Regions from separate parts of the Mus musculus genome. Here region 1 is linked to region 2. A link is a contact called in public Micro-C data. All regions are on one chromosome and are shown on one strand. Each heading gives the region's core, a stretch centred on a gene start, on an enhancer-like site or on the middle of the called end of the contact. The rest is flanking DNA. Distances are from core to core; before and after follow the strand shown. Region 1 has its middle 7.6 kb from the start of Gm41429. Region 2 holds the start of Tango2 (transport and golgi organization 2).

The links. Hi-C and Micro-C count contacts between places; a contact is called where the count stands out from the background.
Region 1: a Micro-C map of the HL-1 cell line shows a contact between it and region 2, with 2.4 times the contacts expected there. The contact joins the enhancer-like site here to the promoter of Tango2 in region 2. A contact is called at or near these places in 9 of 39 promoter capture datasets (the 3T3-L1 cell line, 3T3-L1-derived adipocytes, the C10 cell line and 5 more), 1 of 15 datasets of contacts at CTCF or cohesin (the NIH/3T3 cell line), 12 of 484 Hi-C or Micro-C datasets (the G1E-ER4 cell line, the HL-1 cell line, the N1E-115 cell line and 8 more), 1 of 115 datasets of contacts at active chromatin or transcription factors (pancreatic cancer cells) and 2 of 9 other capture datasets (liver and pancreatic islet).

The regions. Positions count from the first base shown.
Region 1 is chr16:18,685,571-18,692,665 of GRCm38.p6, forward strand. No RefSeq gene overlaps it. Among named protein-coding and RNA genes, the nearest start is that of Gm41429, 7.6 kb to the right of the region's middle. Within about 2 kb of position 2,006, at least 313 of the 459 cell types and tissues checked have an H3K27ac peak or open chromatin away from gene starts, as enhancers often do. A contact at or near this core is called in 3T3-L1-derived adipocytes, the HL-1 cell line, the N1E-115 cell line and 13 more, where this site is marked.
Region 2 is chr16:18,340,352-18,346,964 of GRCm38.p6, forward strand. Tango2 (transport and golgi organization 2) reads right to left here and starts at 3,559. Exons shown (of 9, transcript NM_001359109.1): 1 at 3,447-3,559.

The sequences.
Region 1 (7,095 bases), core at 756-3,255, 340 kb after region 2:
TATAGATGTGCATATTTAAAATAGCCCCTCCCCCCAATTTTGTAGCACTATTCACAACAGCCAGGGCATTGAATCAGTTTTGGTACCTATCACCAGATAGAAGGGTAAAAAAGTTATGGTGTATATAGTCAATGGATTTTTATTCATCCAAAAAGAATGAAATGACGTCATTTGCAGAAAAATGATTGCAATCGGAGAGCACTGTGTTAAGTGAAATAAGTCAACCTAAGAGAAATGCAGATCATTTTTTCTCTTAGGTGTGGTGCTTACACAGAAACTCTCACGTACTCAAGGGTGCCCCGTAGTCCATCCTTCATAGTGGAGAACCCCATTGTTGTCAACTGGGCAGATGTACAGCTTCTACAGGGTAGAAGGAAGGACCCTGGCAGCATCTTGGACCCTCAGACTGTGCCCACCATGCTCAGAGGCTTCACTGCCTCTCATCACTGAGGCTGCAGCAGAGCTGCCTGTGTGTGGAGGCCTTGCTACCCATGCTCTTCTCAGCAAGCTGCAAACTGCCCTGCCTCCAAAGGAGCTTACAAAGCAGCAGGCTTCTGCATAGTGAGAAGGAGGCATCTGTGTGACCCCCAGGCCAGGGTCCTGTGCTTGAAAGGGCAGCAAGGTGACCTGTCAGAGCACAAGGACAATCAGGGACTGCTTGTTCATCCACACATCCACACTCCCCACCCCCACCCCCAGGCAAAGGAGGTGGTGACTTCTCTCTGCTGGGTGGCCTAGTGATGCCTTGAGCTTCCCAGCTCGGTCTCTCTGAAACTTGCATGTGCTTATTTTACTTATTCGGTGGGAGGGGGCTCACTAGTTTTGGGGACAGGTTCTCATGTTTCTCAGGCTGGCCTCAAATGGACTATGTAGCTGAGGCTGAACTTCTGATTATCCTGCCTCCTCTTCCTAAACACTAGTATAACAAGCACAAGCCTTCAGCCAAGCCTGTTTTTCCTCTCCCCATCTCTCCACCTCTCCCTCCCACCCGGCTCTTTCTCTGACTTGGTCTCCCTATGCGGCTCAAGCTGGCCTGTAATTCAGGATCCTCCAGATCTCACCTCCTGAACCCGCAGGCACATTCTCATTTCAAAGAAACACTGGTGGGGGGGGGGGGGATTCCCCTTTTCAGGTTGGAAAGAGGGGCGTGTTATGGAAAGGGAGGAGAGGGGTACTGAGATAGAGATGTAAAGTGAGTGAGAGAAAATGAAGAGAACCTAGAAATAAACTATATAGCTAAAAAAATTTTAATGTGAATAGGACAGAAAAGAAACATTTATTATAATTTTAGCATAAAATGCCTTTCTTATAAAAAAATTTAAAATTCAAAGACCTAAGGAATAAAAGGCTAGTCGCTAGTCCTCAGACCGATTATTGACTTGGTGAGTGCCTACCCTGTGGCCGCGGCACAGGCTGACAACTCTGTCCCCAGGGGCTGCCGTGACCTCAATACACAAATAAGTCATTGCTTCAGCCTGGGCGGAGCGTGGGACCCGGGAGGCGCCAGGAGAGGGGGAGGGCGGGACCAGGCTGCCACAAACACTCCAGTCTCCAGGGCGGTGCGGTTTGCAGAAGGGCAGGAGGGAGGGCCTGCCCTGCGCTGCGCTGAGCTGAGCTGAGAGGTCAGCAGACGGCTGGGCCCCAGTTCAGTCTGCAGCGCTGGTCAGCCTCTCCTGGAACATGAGAATCCTACTCTTCCCAGAGCTGGCCTGCACTCACCTCTGACAAATCAGAACCCTGCGTTCTGGGCTTGGAGAATGTCTCAATAAAACTGAGAAGAGTGGAAGAACGGGGAAGAACAGAGAGAGGGAAAGAAGGAGGGGTGGGAAGAAGGGTGAAAAACACACAGAGAGAGACCCAGAGAGAAGGAGACACACAGGGAGAAACGGTGTTTATATCTAAGCTCAGGCCCGCCTTCATTCCAGAGTGCTCACTCAGCCCAGATCTTCGGAGCCCAAGGCAGAAGGTGACTCAAATCATGGCAGGGCAATCTGAGTGATTTGGCCAGTTTCCACCGACAGGGGGCCTCAGATCCCAGCTATCAGGCAGATGGGCAGTAAATGTCATGGTTGGATCTCTGTAGGGCACGTGCTGGACAGAAGCTGCTTTTTCTGGTGTGGTTTTAGTTGACGTTGGTCTTAGTCGCCAAGAGAGGAGATATCTCACGGCTCTGACTCCCTAAGGGCAAGGCTCTGCTTCAGCAAAGGTGAGCATGTAGAGAAGGGAGGGAGGAAGCTGGAGAAAAACCTGCGGTGCTTCCACCCAACAGGGTCAATGGAAACACACCACACACAGACAGAGGACTCACTCAGAGAGACACACACAGACACACATAAACATACACGCAGACACACTCACAGACACATACACAGAGACAGACATGTACAGTACAGAGACACATGCAGACAGACATTCACAGAAACACATGAACACTCCTATAAACACTGACAGATACATGTACAAAGACAGACAGACACACACACACACACACACACACACACACACACACACACACACACACACGCGCGCGCGCGCGCGCACGCGCGCGCGCATGATGAGTACCTTGGAGAGATTGCTTACATAGCATCCATAGACCCTAAGTTCTGAAGCTGCCCATATCCCAGGCACAATCAACCAGGTAATTCAGAGACTGACCCAGTGTTCCCTGACTCTCAAAACCAACATTCCTGAAACTTCCCCTTACTGATCCCTTCTCCCTGTGGATTTTTTGTACAGCCTTGGGTACATAGGCATATGAAATAGATCGACAAAATAAAAAATTTTAAAAAGATTTATTTATTTATTATGTATATAAGTACACTGTAGCTGTCTTCAGACACTCCAGAAGAGGGAGTCAGATCCCATTACAGATGGCTGTGAGCCACCATGTGGTTGTGGGATTTGAACTCAGGACCTCTGGAAGAGCAATCAGTGCTCTTAACCGCTGAGCCATCTCTCCAGCCCCTACAAAATCAAATTTTTATGTGATAAACAACCATAACAAACCATAAAGAATTTTGTTTTAAAATGTCTTTGGTGTACCTGTAATTTACCATTTATTTACTTTTTAAAAATCCCCAAATTTGCATGCTAATGAAATAAATGTACTTATTTATTTTTGCTCTAAGAATTAAAAATTGGGAGTTGGAGAGGTGGCTCAGTGGTTAAGAGCACTGTCTGCTGTCAGAGGACTCTGGTTCAATTCTCAGCACCCACATCGCAGCTCACAAATGTATACAACTCCCGTTCCCTGGCACCCTTCATAGATATGCTTGCTTGCCATCCTCCTGTTTCAGACTTCCAATTTCTGTGATTATAAGTAAATGTCATGGCTGGATCTCTATGACGCACCTGCTGGATGGAAACTGCAAATCTGCCTATAAGTGTTATTTGAAAAAAATTAAACATTTTCCAGCATGTGGTTGGTTGGGTTCGGGTCAACCCCGATAAGAGTGTCAAGTGTGTGTCGAGTTGACACTAGAGATGATGGGAGAGATTGGGTGGGACTCGTGTGCTCTGTGCATGGTGGGAGACACTGCTGTGTGGGACTCCTGTGCTCTGTGCATGATGGGAGACACTGCTGTGTGGGACTCGTGTACTCAGTAACATGCTCTCTGCCTCACCTCTGCTTCCTTTACCTAAAGTACTTTCCAGCAGTGCACAGCCATGTTATTTTCTCTAAATATTATTAAGTTATGTGTATGGCTGGAGGGCAAAGTAGAGGGAACCTGTACCTGAAGACTGCAAGGAGCAGGGCACCCACCCCTTGCTGGAGTGCTGGGATGCTCTGGGATGGCCTGAGTGCATGTCCTAGTGGATTGCACACATTTTAGGTTATGCAAGTCAGACTTCAGGAACACCATCTTAAAAAGTAACTGAAGGGCTGGGAAATGGCTCACTGGATGAAGTGCTTGCTATGCAAGCACCAGGGCCTGTGTCTACCTGTACCTGTACCTGTACCTGTACCTGTACCTGTACCTGTACCTGTACCTGTACCTGTACCTGTACCTGTACCTGTACCTGTACCTGTACCTGTACCTAGCCCCAGAGCTGGGGAAGGAAATAGGATAGGTCCCTGGAACTTATTGACCAATCCACCCAGCTGATTGGTCAAGCTCCAGGTTCAGTGAGAGACCTTATCTCACCTTATCTCAGTAAGTAGAGAGCAAATGAGGTTGTCCTCTGCCTCCCACATATGTGTACACCGCCTGCTTCTCTCTCTCTCTCTCTCTCTCTCTCTCTCTCTGTCTCTCTCTCTCTCTCTGTCTGCTGTGCACACATCATAAACAAACAAACAAATAAATATTGACCCCCAGCTGAGGTTGCAGCTCCAAGCACCTCATCCAGGGGTGAGCATCCCAGGATGAAGAGGCCACTGGACACAGGAGATGCTATACTCTCTCTTGCCCTGCATATTGCTTGGTAGGTTTACTGAGTTTTGGCTAGCTGAATGCCCCACACTCTCCCTTCTAAGCCAAGTTCAAGGGACTCTCAGCCATGTGTGTTCCTCCTGTGCGGCATTTGTTCCTGTGAGCTTAGGTCTCTTCACTTCAAGCTGTCAAGAACAAAGGCTGTGCTGGAGCCCCACTCACCTGCCCTGCTGCAACTTCATCCCCCAGAGCATAAACAGGAAGGGTCTGGCAGGCCTGGGAGCCAGGGTTGTGTGTCCTGTGTTGAGGAGAAAGTGCCAAGGACCTTGAAGCTTTGGCACTTTCACTGGAACTAAGGGGGCTTTGTGAAGAAAAAAACCCAAACAGCATTATAGCTCTTCCAGAACACACAGGAGGCACTGTGGGCTGACACGGTCTGTAGATGCCAGGATCTGCTCTGTGAGGATGCTCCAGTGCCTTGGTACATATGCACTCATGGCCCTGTGGGTGTCTGCTTTCACTTGTGAATTGGCAGGTTTCATGACACCTGTTCTCTGACCAGAGAGCTTCCTGTTGGCCTTTGCCCTAACTCTAAGCTGTGTATGCTGGAAAGGCATCCAAGCAGATAGCTAAGGGATAAATTAGCCTCTTCTTGGGGTACATGGGACTGGATATTGTGCTTGGAACTGCAGCAGCCATGTTGTTATAAGGAGGGAAACCAAATGAGGGTAAGTGACTGAGCCAGGAACTTCTTCCTATTTGACCTTGCACTTCCTGTCCTGTGAGATGTATAAAGCACTTAGAAAGGTTATACAGGGATGTAGTTTCAGGTGGGAACAGGGGGGTGGCCTGGCTGGCTCTCTGGAGCCAAAGACCTTAGAGACTCACCTGCTCCAGGTTGATCAAAGGCAAAAGTCAGACACAGCATCTGTTGTGGGCAGCCATTGCTTATTGATGAGATGCAGGGTCACAGGTTACATAACACATAGATGGAGACAGGCACAGAGCTGTTGGATTTGACCATGTGTGGACAGAGGGTTGACTGAGGCCGTGGCTGAGCAGGACCATAGCTAGGTGGGGGGGGGGGGGCATGGCTGGGTGGGGCCATGACTGGATAGGGCCATAGCTAAGTGGGACCATGGCTGAGTTTGGCCATGACTTGGTGGAGCCATGGGTGGGTGGGGCCATGGGTGGGTAGGGCCATGGCTGAAGGACCCTTTTTGAGGCTTGGAGATTTGAATCACTCTATGGATGAGAGGGTGGTTACAGCTGCCAGGACAAGGGGACAGAGTAAGAATCTGGGGTGAGTCTGGCCCCAGAGGCAGTGAAAGGGGTCTGCACAACTAGATGGTCCACGCAGGGACAGGCAGGAAGCTTGGTTGTGTTTCCCTGTGAGCAGTTTTTCTGCCTCTGTAAGTTTGAAGCTCCCACTTCCGAGGGTCTGTTTGCAGACATTTTCTCTGTGGCCTGCGCAGTAAGTTCTTAGGCTGTGGGATGGGCCGTGGAGGATCACAGTAACTGTTTAGAAGACAAGGGAGAAAAGCAGTTCTCACATGCTTGCTTAGAGACTGAATCTTGCTAGGACGCTCAGGTTGGCCTTGAACTCGTGATCTAGAAGCCTGGCAGCACCATTCTGACAGAACTGGTTTATCTTCAGTTCATTTCTTTTTTTGTTTGTTTGTTTGGTTTTGGGGTTTTGATTTGTTTTGTTTTGTTTTGGTTCTTTTGTTGTTCATTTCACTGGTGATTGATTCATCAGCCTCTAGGCCTTTGTCCGGTGTGAAGCTCAGTCTGTGCCCATTCCCCCCTCCTCCATGCCCACCATTCGCCCACTTCAGAGAGCTTAGACAAGTGGAGTCACACAATGCTTATCTTCTGTAGCTGGATCATGTCATTACACACAGTGTCCTCGAGATATATCTGTGCTATAGTGAGTCTCTCTCTCTCTCATTCTCTCTCTCTCATTCTCTCTCTCTCATTCTCTCTCTCTCTCTCTCTCTCTCTCTCTCTCTCTCTCTCTCTCTCTCTCTCTGTGTGTGTGTGTGTGTGTGTGTGTGTACCTGGGTGGTAGCTGAGCTGGTCAGCCCACCAGCTTTCTCAGACCCACATGTAGCTCTCATGTACTGGGATCAGGCTCACCCATGCCCACAACGGCAAGGCCAGATCTATTGTGCTGCCCAGGTGAGGTACAGAGCCCAGATCTCCTGAGTGCTGCAGGAGGCTGGCTTACCCAAACCCTGTCCCCCTGAATTTAGAGTCAGCTTACTGTGCTGTCTGGGTGAGGGGCAGGGCCCGATTTCCCGAATGTTGCAGCTGGTAAGATCCAGGGTCAGCCCACTAAGTCTCCTGATCTCCTGACATCTGGAACCAGCTCTCCCACCTGCCATAGGTGATGGGGGTGAGGCAGGGGAGGAGAGCATCTCTTCCTGGATGAGGTGGTTTGAATACCCTTGACCCAGGGAGTGGCACTATTAGGAGGTGTGGCCTTTTTGGAGAAAGTGTGGGCATAGGCTTTAAGACCCTCATCCTAGCTGCCTGAAAACTAGTCTTTTCCTGTTTGCCTTATGAACAAGATGTAGAACCCTCAGCTCCTCCTACACCGTGCCTGCTTGGACATTGCCATGCTACCACCTTGAAGATATTGTACTGAACCTGTGAAGCTGTAAGCCAGCCCCTTACAGCCAGTTGTCCTTATAAGAGTTGCCTTGGTCATGCTGCCTACACA
Region 2 (6,613 bases), core at 2,309-4,808:
TACTATGGGCTTGACAGAAAGCTTGATACAGGGCTGGCAAGCATTTCAGTTTTCTCTTGGTAGGAAGCCCAGCCTGTCCCTTGCCCCCACAATAGCGACAGGCCTGGCCCTCAGGTGGCTTCTATCACCTCATTTTGTATTAAATAATAAATACATAAAATAGGATATTCTGTTTAGTTTGTTTGTTTGTTTTTTGAAACAGGAGCCCTGGCTGATCTAGAACCAGACAAAATATGGCATTTCTTTTTTAAAAAAAAGGGGACGGGGTGGGCTAGAGAGATGGCTCAGTGGATAAGACTGCTCTTTCAGAGGTCCTGAGTTCAATTCCCAGCAACCACATGGTGGTTCACAACCATCCGTAATGGGATCTGATGCCCTCTTCCGGTGTGTCTGAAGACAGCTACAGTATACTCATATACATAAAATAAATATATCTTTAAAATAATTTATTTATGCATCTGATAGTTAGCTTACATGCATGCCTATGTGTACCATATGCATTCCTGGTGCCTGCAAAGGTCAAAGAGGATGTCAGGTTTCCTGGAAGGCGCTATCTGGTTGCTAGGAGCCAAACCCAGAACCTGTGCAAGAACAAGTGGCACTCGGGAGGCAGAGGCAGGCGGATTTCTGAGTTTGAGGCCAGCCTGGTCTACAAAGTGAGTTCCAGGACAGCCAGGACTATACAGAGAAACCCTGTCTTGAAATAAACAAACAAACAAGAACAAGTGCTTTTAACTATAGAGCCATCTCTAGCTCACAGCTTCTCCAGAGAGGATAGAGGCAAGCACTAAGACACCTTGCCAGTAGACACAAGTGTCAGCAGTATACCATGGGAGTAGTTGCTGGGACATGGAGGCATTTTTTTTTTTAAGTTTGTATACATGACTTTTGAAATCTCAAAGGGGAGCTGGGTGTAGCATGCACACCTGTGATCCTCCAACCTAGGAGGCAGAGACAGGAGGATGGCCAATTCAATGTCAGCCTAGGTGACATAGCAAGACACACACACACAGACACACACACACACAGACACACACACACACAGAATATTAAAGTTGACAGCACCCTGGAGGCCAAGAAATAAGACAGCCAGGAGCTCAAGGCCAGCCTGGGCAACATAGCAAGTTCTAGTCTCATCAAGACTATATTGCCTCAAAGAACAAACAATGAATAGTTGAGGTAAGAGGTGAAAATGGTACAGATTATCTCAAAAAATCAAGTTGGCTTGAGGTGATCTTGTTGTCAGGAGCCCTTTACCAAGCAGGCCCTGTGGTCTGAGTCAACACACGCCAGACTCACAGTTACTACTGTTGTAAGCTGACTGACACATCACCAAAGGACGAACTCTGGCTCTTCCCCACCTAGTGTCAACAACAAACTTGGCTCTGTTTCTAGAACTCCTCCAAGCCTTCCTGTCCTGTTCTTTGTACAGGTGATCGGTCACCCACATCCAGGGAAGGGCTAAGGGGTACCATATATGAGAGCAAGTAGGTGATCAGACTGCATCTAGCTGAGGCAGGGTGGAGACACAGGCCAATGACGTGAAGAGAAGCAAGGGCAGGACCTCCTCCTGGACCAGGGTTAATGCGTTTGCCAGCAAAAAGCAAGTGGCCCAGCACAGTCAGTGCTACGGGTGCCGACGCTTACCAGGATTTTCATATACAGATATTTTTACATTTGTTTGTTTGTTTGTTTGTTTTGAGACAAGTTCTCACTGTGTGGCCCTGACTAAGCTCACAGAGTTCTGCCTGCTTCTGCATCCCAAGTGCTGGGATTAAAGGTGTGAGCCTCCATGCCTGGCCTCATTTACAGGTATTTTATGTTAAGATAACAATACACTTAAGGCCTGAAAAAAATGCATATGATCTTGGGTATGGCCTTATCTCTCTTCCCAGACACAGTTAGAGAACCTCAAACAAAACTGTTGACAGTAAGATATCCTACCTTCCTCTATTCCCAGGGCTGAACTTTTGACTTTGAACCTAGTTAGGAGCCATGAATAAGACAGGACTTTTAAACCTCACTCAATGAGATGCATCAGAGAAGCGGAGAAGCTCCGAGCCCAAGCTCTGAAGTATGTTTTACTTTTTTCTTTTGGGCACCTCTTTTGTGCCTAATCTTCATACTTAAGCCTCTATTTAAATATCTTTAACACAATCTCCAACTCTGCTTCCTAAACTGGCTAGCCTGGAATTCTTTTCATCATCAAAGCCTGGTGTGATCTGAGACTAGGTCCTTAAAACTAGGGGAAATTCTCAGGCTGCTGACTTGACAGCTGGGAGCTGGGCCCCTCTGCCATGTGTCCCCCAAACACTTAAAGTAAAATAAAGACACAAAAGTAAAATGAAAATGTGGGATTGGGGACCATGTGGGGGAACCTGAAGAGATGTGAGCACCACAGCATCTCACATCCCAGCAGCAACACTAGGAATCTGGAGGAGGGGCAGAGGCTCTGTTCTATCTGGGAACAGTCACCCTCTCCAGCAGACCACATGACCCAGGAGGTCTCAGGGAAAGGGGAAGAAGCACGGGCCTGGAAGCCAATCACCCTGGCTTGCAGCAGCCTTGGAAACACATGCCTCCTTGGCTAGAGTTTACTTCACTATGTACAAGGTTGGACTAATGAAACTACCTTAAAAAATTGTCTAGAGGACATGTCTCTCACCTGTCCCTTATAGCTGTCACATCTACCCCATAGAAGATGGCTGAGCTTAGTAGTGGCAAAACGGTAGTCAGCAGGCCCAGACAGCAGACAGGTCTGCTGAGCAAGGCATTTGCAAGGGCATAGGGTGCACTCTAAAGACATGACTTATCGGGCAGAAGGAAACATAGGAAAGATGCTGAGGGTACATGGATGGATCTCAACATCAGGGCCTCCTTGTCCACTGTCCAAGAGGCAAACAAGCAAAACCTCAGCTGCCAATGAGCCTAGAGTGGGGCCAGACCTGGCCTGGATGCAGCCTACACGCAATGTCCTCCCGTTCTGAGCAAGGGTTCACTACGCCAGCCCAGTAAAGCCCATATCAGGCATAAGAATGACCCAGCACTTGCTGTCTACTCTGACATTCTGTGAAGCCCAAGGCCCCATCGGAGGTTTCAGAGTGAGAGGGGCGACATGACTAGGCTCCAGAGTAATTCTTGACACTGGAGACTGCAGCCCTTCACCCTGCAACAACCATGCAGCTCTCTGTCCCGCCAATCTAGCCTCTTACACAGCAAGTCTGCCCCTGCTGCCGAGACCCTTCCCCGCACCCAATCCTGACAGGGATAAATAGAAACATCTTCCAGTACCGTGAGGGTTTTGCTTTCAATTATCAGAGACAGTCTGGTCTGGTCTGTCAGACTAGAGTCCCGAACCAGCAGGCCGTTTAGTTTCCATTTAATGCCTTGGAAAGGGAAAACTGAATTATGACGAGAAGGGGCGGACCGCCTCGTCCTCGACCAACCTGATCCAGACCGCGTTCCAGGAGCCCGGCGCCCGACCTTGGGTCAGCCCCGCCAGGAGCGCAGCCCGCTAGCCCCAGCCACCCGCTGCACACTCACCGCCTCCGCCGCCGCCGACTTCCGGGTGCCGCACCCGCGGGCTTTAGCCTCCAGCCCAGAACCCGCCCGGCCCGCCTCCAGAGCGCTCGCTATTGGGCGCAGCAGCGAAGGGCGGAGCATCGAACCCAGAACCGCGGCCTTGTTGGCCGTATGTGCTGTCGCTTAGAGATATAGCGCTCCGCCCCCGCAGCTGCACCAAGACTGGAGATGCACCAAGGCTGGCGATGCACCAAGGCTGGAGCTGTGTGGGCATCTGGTCCTTTCATGCAGCCACAGCTCCTCAGCCTGTGGGTTATCTCTGTGAGACCCTGCACCCCGCCCGGTTCAGGCGCTGGACCCACCTCCACCCCCTTTAGACAAAGTCCTGGTCTTTATCTCTAGACCATATCATCTGTCCCAGATAGCCCTCCCCTCCCTTTGTCGCCTCCAAGTCTTACTAGACTGCCTGTATCCTTGGCCTCTGACTTCTCATCTATTGTATTCCCTGCACTAAAAAACAACACAGAACACGGACTTCTGCTCCACCGTGCCTTCCATAGTCCTTAAGAAGTCACAGAGGCTGTTCTGTGAGTCCAGACCCCCAAGGATGAGGAATTTACCATGCTTGAGCTATGTTTGGACAATGACTGGGACATTTAGAACAGGGCCAGGACAATCACTGGGGGCTTCCTGTACCTGTTAATATCAGGTTGTGTAAGGGGCTTGAGCATCCATCGCTAAGGTGGAGGGAGCATCAGAGGTCCTCCCCAAAGTGAGTACTCAGTACAAGGATCACAACCACATTAAAGACAATGATACTGTACTACAGACTCTCAACCCAGTTGACTTGATACCCAGTTCTCATTCACTCCACTTGAGAGATGTAAATATAATTGCTCAGAGCAGTTAAGCTATTCACTTGAAGTAAAATAAAGGGCTAGCAAGATAGCTGCCTGGGTATAGATGCTCGCTGTCAAACCTGGCCACCTGTGTTCCATCCTTGGGATCCACATGGTGGAAGGAGAGATCTGTGTCCTTTATGTTGTTCTCTGATCACCACATGTGCATTGTGGTATATACTCACAAAATAAAATGTAATTGATTTAAAAAAAAAATGCCGGGCTGGTGAGATGGCTCAGTTGGTAAGAGCACCCGACTGCTCTTCCAAAGGTCCGAAGTTCAAATCCCAGCAACTACATGGTGGCTCACAACCATCCGTAATGAGATCTGACTTCTGGAGTGTTTGAAGGCAGCTACAGTGTACTTACATATAATAAAAAAAAAATAAATAAATCTAAAAAAAAAAAAAAAAAAAAATGCCAAGTGGCATTAGCTGCCTGGACGATCTAGGTGCCATGGTCCCAAACTTCAATGCTGATGTTTTGCAGAAAACTGGAACTCAGAGAGGCGAAAGCAAGGCTGTAGCCAGACCCAGTCACAGCTCTGCCCTCTCTCACACAGCCTCACCAGCATTCCTCCTGAGAACTAAAGGAAATCATTTGCAAACATGACCAGACTCCGGAGACTATGACTCCTGGCCAGCAGGTGGCAGACCTAGCTAGGCACTTCCATTCTTCCTCCAGCTTAGCACAGTCACCCTGTGCTCCTGCCAGCTGTCTCCATCTGAGCTGCCAGATCACTTGGTCTACAGGACTAAGAGGTAGTCATGGACAAGCAGGACACGGGCTTGAGGCTAAAAGAGCATGGTCTGGGATATAGCAGATACACAGTAGCTTGTCCCCAAAGCACCAAGCCATGAATTCAGAGTGGGACAATGGCTGGATATGCTTTCTCATCAATCCTATCCATAAAGAGAGATGTAAGAACATGTTGAACAGTGGTTCGAATCCCATCACAGGCAGCAGGTGGCCCTTTGGGGGCGGGGGGGATTTGAACCTCTGCCCCAATTTTTTCCTTAATTATTTATTAACTTTACATCCTGATAGCAGCTCCCCTCCTTCCTCTCCTCCCAGTCCCAAATCCAACCCCCTATTACACCCTCCCCTCCTCCTCATAGAAGGGGGAGCCCCCCTTGGGTACCACCCCACCCTGGGACATCTAATCCCAGCACACCCTCTCCCTCTGAGGCCCAACTAGGCAGTCCAAATTAGGGGAAGGGGATCCAATTCCTGCCCCTATTTTTTTTTTTTTAATAGTTATGCACTCTGACATTCTCTCCCATTTGAGTCTGGCTCATTGTTCATTCCTCGAATGGGAGCTCACCACTTTTTGTAAACACCTTTTTAGGATTTAAGTGCCAACTAGTTAGGAAGTTCTTCCTGACAAACACTTCCTCTCTGTGGCTTTCCCCAGCACTATCCCTACAGAAATGGCCAGCAGCTGGATGGATAAGGAGGATGGGGGGGGGGGAGTGGGGGGGGGAGTGGGGGGGGGGGAGACAGACAGAGCAAGAAACACACACACAGTGAGAGAGAGAGAGACAGAGACAGAGAGAAAGACAGAGAGACAAACAGAGAGACAGAGAGGCAGAGAGAAGGGGGGAGATATTCATTATTGGCCCTGGTAAGGAGACTGTAAGATAGCAGCCCTGAAACCTATCTGAGCTGTCTCTATCCACCCTGATTTCCTCTATGCAGCTGATGATCAGGCTCTAAAGCAGCCAGGTCTCTAAAAGGGGACATTCCTACACTGGGAGGCTATGTCTCCCTTTTGCCCTCTTCTAGCAGAGAAAAACCTGTTCAGCCTCTGTCCCATCAGCAAGTATGGGGAAGTGGTATGATCCAGAGCTATGGGGTCTTCAAGAGAGGTGCTCCAGGATGAGTACGGGCCAGGGTAGAGCTGGATTGACTAAATCCACTTCTAACTGAGGAAAGAGAGTCCCCACCACACAGCAACTTAACCAGAAAGACAGCTGTAGTTAGTAGAGAGCTGTAGTTACAGCTTTACCTAGAGAGAGCTACCTTCTTGGAAGACTCTGCTTTCTTAGAGTTGCTCACTCTGCCTTGCCAGAGCTGCAACAATATCTCAATACCAGGATGCCAAATGGTGTTCATTTCAAGTAGCAATACCAACGGATTAGTAGCAACTGCCTTGACTCTGAAAAGCTCCTGGTATCAATTTGTATTGTAGG